2 separate regions of the Sus scrofa genome follow, and region 1 is linked to region 2. The links are chromatin contacts, called in public HiChIP or PLAC-seq maps. All regions are on one chromosome and are shown on one strand. The core of a region is the stretch at or near the end of the contact, and the rest is flanking DNA. Distances in the headings are between cores, read along the strand shown. Region 1 has its middle 61 kb from the start of ITSN2. Region 2 has its middle 56 kb from the start of NCOA1.

What was found. HiChIP or PLAC-seq counts read pairs in DNA pulled down with a chosen protein or histone mark.
Region 1: a contact with region 2 is called in an H3K27ac HiChIP or PLAC-seq map of skeletal muscle. The contact joins two enhancer-like sites. A contact is called at or near these places in 1 of 47 Hi-C or Micro-C datasets (heart right ventricle) and 1 of 2 datasets of contacts at active chromatin or transcription factors (skeletal muscle).

Annotation. Positions count from the first base shown.
Region 1 is chr3:114,300,686-114,303,385 of Sscrofa11.1, reverse strand. No RefSeq gene overlaps it. Among named protein-coding and RNA genes, the nearest start is that of ITSN2, 61 kb to the left of the region's middle. Within about 2 kb of position 1,350, at least 14 of the 83 cell types and tissues checked have an H3K27ac peak or open chromatin away from gene starts, as enhancers often do. A contact at or near this core is called in skeletal muscle, where this site is marked.
Region 2 is chr3:114,153,503-114,156,202 of Sscrofa11.1, reverse strand. It overlaps a transcript of NCOA1 not described here. Among named protein-coding and RNA genes, the nearest start is that of NCOA1, 56 kb to the right of the region's middle. Within about 2 kb of position 1,307, at least 4 of the 83 cell types and tissues checked have an H3K27ac peak or open chromatin away from gene starts, as enhancers often do. A contact at or near this core is called in skeletal muscle, where this site is marked.

The sequences.
Region 1 (2,700 bases), core at 101-2,600, 150 kb before region 2:
TCCTTACACTGCTGGCTCCAGGCGACATTCCCGGGGCCAGGCTGAGGGAGTAGAGTCAGCCAGAGCACTAAAGTAGCTGGGGTCTGCTCTGGGCCTCTTGGCTGAGAAGGCCAAAACATGGTCAGCTCTGCGGATTTTACTCCCTGGACCTGGGGAAGAAGGATCCAGCTCTCTTCTGTCTCTCCAGTGTTCCTCTTCCACCCTGGCCTCCTCCTCGCCGCCCCACTTCTCTCTAACCATGTCCTCACCGCCCCTGCCCGATCTTTCTGACCTTGCCCGTTACTTTTCTGGCCTCTGTTATCTCCTCTTCTTTCCCACCAGGCCCAGCTCTTGCCCTCTCTATCTGCCAGCCTTCCTTTCTGTTTCTGGTTATTTCCACTGTCTTCTCTGCCCACAGAGCAAACGGGGGAGGAGAGGTAGTCACCACTCTTGTGTGTCCCACTGGGAACTGGTGATTTCCATACATGTTTCTCCTCGTAAGAGCTAGATGTGTCATTTTAAGATGGGGAAACAGACCAATTGCACCAGCTGCGCCTCAGAACCTGGTTGAGGGTCCCCACAGGCGTTGTCTCATGCCCTGTCCCACAGCACCGGCCGGAGGTGGTGGAGGCAGGAGCACTGGGGTGAGATGTCTGAGGATGGTTGAAGTCCTCCCAAGTGGGCCACGTGCTCTGCCGCACACTTCTGAGCTCTCTGATGAGACCTTCCGAGCACACGGCCTCAAGTCACACATCCAAAGTGAAATGTGGGTGTTTAATCACTGAAGAGAATCCTTAATACTGCTCCTTCAGCACATAGCTGCCTCTTCTGCGCCTGGAACCACAGGGAGCCTATTGCTTCCCATCCTGAACTGCTTCCAGAAGCGTTAGGTGATGCTCAGTACAATTTTCAGTTGTTATCATATGAGGCCCTTAGAGACGCTTCTCAATTCTAGCAATTAGCCGCACAGGGGTCAACCAAGTGTTCTCAGCTCTAATTAACAGCTGTGTTGAATCTGGGACACATACTATTCCTTTGGGGATACACTCTTCAAACAGAAACAAAACCGGAATATCAAGCTCTTTCCTCTTTATCAGAGGCTATGAAGTCTGAAAATTATTGCTGAGGGTATTCTTAATAAAAATTCAGGGAAGCTAAGTGGCCTCTGGGCTGAATGGATGAATTTAAAGGTAAAAATGTCATCTCAGCTCTACCATGAAATTATCCAGTGGGGCTCAGGAGGCTCCAGGGAGTGCTAGGGGGATTAGGTGCCTTCCAGATGCACGCCTAGAGCCCAGCTACACCCAGCAGGCTACATGATATCATCGCCACATGAATCAAAGGCTTGCTCTCTGGCTTCAGAAGGAAAAGGAAAAGGAACAGGATACTTTGTGCTGGGAGTCCTGCCCCAAGCGGGAACTGTGCTGATGCTGCTCGAGTTGTTCTCTGGGTATGCTGGCTTCTTGCCCTGCCTGACAGCTGCAGGAGTTCTGTAAGAAATCTGAGGGAGAATTTCCTTTGCAGCTATGACCGAGAACCCAGGATCAAGAGCTTTGCACACAGAAAAGACATTACCCTTCGAAGATCCCAAGCCATCTATTAGGGTCAATAAGCAGCCAGCAAAACAGGGCAGCTGGCTGTCCCGCCCCGGATGGAGGAAATGTATTCCCCTGGGAACCAGCCAGTTGAATTTTTCTTTGCTAACTGAAGGCAAATGCACAGAGGCCTTTAAAAATAAGTATATTTCAACAGAGGAATGTTTCAAATGAGCAGAAATGTGCAGAACAATACCAATGGCCCCGAAGTAGCAAATGCTAACTTTGTGCCGTATTTATTCACATCTTTTTCTGAACAATTTACATACACATTTGAATCTTCCCTGCTTTCTCTGGCTCCACTCACCACTGGCATCCCAAGGTTGGTATGTATCTTCCTGTGTATCCACCTCCAAGGGTGAATATTCTTTCTACGAATGGGATATAGCCGTAAGCAATAGTAGCCTTCTCTCTGTTTTTGAAATGTATGTAAATGGTTTATCACTCTGTACCTCTGCTTTTGCAACATTTAAAAATTTCAACATGTTTCAAAATCATCTACGTTAGTACATGTAAATCTACTTCGTTTTAATTTCAGAGAGAGATGTTATTATATGACTATATAGAAATCTGTTTATTCCCTTATTGATAGACTTTAATAAAAAAAAATTTCAGGGGGCCATACCCACGGCATGTGAAAGTTCCCAGGCCAGGGACTGAACCCATGCCACAGTGGTGACAGCACTGACTCCTTAACCACTAGGCCACCAGGGAGCACACCCAAGAAAAATGTTTTTAAATCACAAACATGGCTGCAGCAAATAACCTTGCACGTGTCTCTTGGGGAACATAGGGAGATTTTTTTTTTTTTCTTTAGGGCAGTAGTTTCAAAGTTTTGCTCTCAAAGTTCTTTTACATTGTTAAAATTATCAAGGACTCCAAAAAGCTTTTGTTTGTTTAGATTATGTCTATTGATGTGTATGATATGTGAAATTAAAACTGAGAAATCAGGAGTTCCCGTCGTGGCGCAGTGGTTAACGAATCCGACTAGGAACCATGAGGTTGCGGGTTCGGTCCCTGCCCTTGCTCAGTGGGTTAACGATCCGGCGTTGCCGTGAGTTCTGGTGTAGGTTGCAGACGCGGCTCGGATCCCGCGTTGCTGTGGCTCTGGCGTAGGCCGGTGGCT
Region 2 (2,700 bases), core at 58-2,557:
GGCCAGAAGCTATAGCTCCAATTGGACCCCTGGCCTGGGAACCTCCATATGCTGCGGTTGCAGCCCTAAAAAGCAAAATAAAATAAAATAAAACAAAATAAAAATAAAGTGGGAGTTCCCGTCATGGCACAGTGGTTAATGAATCCGACTAGGAACCATGAGGTTGCGGGTTCGATCCCTGGCCTTGCTCAGTAGGTTAAGAATCCGGCGTTGCCATGAGCTGTGGTGTAAGTCGAAGACGCAGCTCGGATCCCGCATTGCTGTGGCTCTGGAGTAGGCTGGCAGCTATAGCTCCGATTAGACCCCTAGCCTGGGAATCTCCATATGCCGAGGGAGCGGCCCAAGAAATAGCAAAAAGACAAAAAAAAAAAAAAAAGAAAGAAAGAATGAAAAATAAAGTGATGTTGGTTTCTAGTGTGCTAAGAAGTATTTCTTTTTGACTTCTCACATAAAATAAACATCATAAAATCCTTAGCAAGGTCATTGCTTACTCATACTCAGGTTTATAAAGAAAATATAGCTTCTTTAATTTTCTGTAACTCATCTCTTCCTTTTGATGAACCTTCGTCACTGGGTAACTGGAAGAAGAGTACCAGTTTTTCTCCACTCTGGTAAACTGAGTCTTATCTAATAATTTAAATTGATCTCTTTGGATATTTCAGTCTCTTTTTGGATACTGGTCATTTAAATATCATCTCTTCTCTCACACCTTCCCACAATAGAATGCAGACCTCTGGGTGCCTGTGTGACCTCGTAGTCATAGAAGGATACCAGGACCCTCAGTCCATGTGCTGTCTTCTCTGGTTTCTCACTGGTCTCTCCTTTAAAGTAACTGGTCAGGCTGTTCCCTGAAATTGTGACTGCTGTGGTGCTACTGGAACTGACCTTGGGTATTCTTCAGACATCTGAAGCTGAAGTTCATAACTGATGTAACTTGAGGTCTGTTCTCTTGGGTCCCAGGATGTATTGCTGTCTTTCCAGGTGTCACAGATAACCTGAGATCTGGCTAGGGCTTCCCATTGGCTCCCTGGCCAGGTGGTCTCTTTTCCAGGGCTATGCTATGAAGCTATTTTTGCCCCTGTCACAGTGACCTCTTCTGGCAGTTTCACCATCCAGCATCTTAAATTACCTTTCCTGTAGTACTTTAGAGTACACAGTAATTTCCCAGAGCCTTCCATGGCAAATAGCAGATAAGGGAGACCCCAGAGCTTATCTCACACCCCTCCTCAATCTGATTGTGCTTCTGCATGTATGTTTTGATGTGGCTATCTCCAGCTTGTGCTAGGTGTGTAATAAGAGGGCGGTGGAGGTCAGGTGTGTGTATGTTGGGGGTATGTAGGATGTTACTGGAAGGCAGTCACTTTGCACTATATCAACAGGAAGCAAAGCAGAAGCCTTCCTAACTCCCAGATTTCCTCACTTCTTCAAATATTCCTTTCCTTTGCAGCCTTGACCTGGAGAGAGTAATGGGAATATTGGTTTAATCACTTGCTTCTCCTGTCTCTGTCTCACTTCTTTATCCCACAGTCCTTTGGCCAGAATCAGGAATTTGAGGCTTTAATTTACTCTGGGTTTATCCTCCATCTACCCTAGTAGTAGGCATTATGCTCTGGCTGTCGTGAGTGAAGGGATATCTGCTCTACAAAGTGGAAGAAATTAAAATCTGAGTCTTTCGGGCTTGGTCAGAAAAATATTAGTATTAAAAAAATTTCCTTCTTTGGAAAAACCAGACTTTTAAGACTTACCTTGCAGCAAAATCCTTTCTTTAACTCGGAAGGAGAATATTAAATATTTCTCTTTTTATATCTAAGCTTCTCTAAGGAAATGGATGCTACTTATAGAATAGTAGGGAGGTTAGGAGAAGGAAGTGCAAATGGGAAAAGCATACTGATAACTACTTTCATAATCATTAGGGTATACTGTCCTTACTCTTGTGTGTACGTGTGTAAGAGAGCAAAATCTAGTTTGCAGCTCAGTTCTTTCTGCTTTCTGGTTCTTTCCTATGTGCTCCCATTGTTCTTTGTTTATTTGTCTTTTCCAGAATTCCTTATATTTGTGTTTATTCAAGTGGATCAGGTCAAGGGCAGGGGCTCAGGTATTTATCTTTATTTGCCTTAGTGCCTAACAAATTCCTGCTCAAAGCAATTCCTGTACTTCTTCCCTGATTTATTTTTCTCTATAGTACTTACCATATTCTAACATACTGTCTTGTTTACTTATTCGTTTTATTTATCATCTGTCTTCCTCTACTAAATTATAAGTGCCACCACAGTAAGGATTTTTGTTTTGCTTACTTCTGTATTTCTAACACCTAGAAGAGTACTTGGCACAAAGGTGACCACTGATTATTTGTAGAATGATTATTTAATGAGTTGCTCAAATTTAGATAATTGCCTAAATTATACCATGTGATCTATAAATTATGATAGGTATAATCTGTTGGTATGGAAAAATTAAGTAGTATAACCATAAAGCTGTAGAGGTGAATTGATGTGAGTTAAGCACAGGGTCAGTTAATTGCAGAGACAGAATTTAGAGCTCTTGAATAAAATTTAATAATTAATAGTGGCGTTTAGATATGTGGTAGGCAGGGTGTGTGACTGTGGATAAGAAAAGCACAGGTTCTGGAATCAGATAGATATAGGTAAGTTACCTGCTCCCCCATGCATCAGTTTCCTTCTCTGAAAACCAGGAATAACT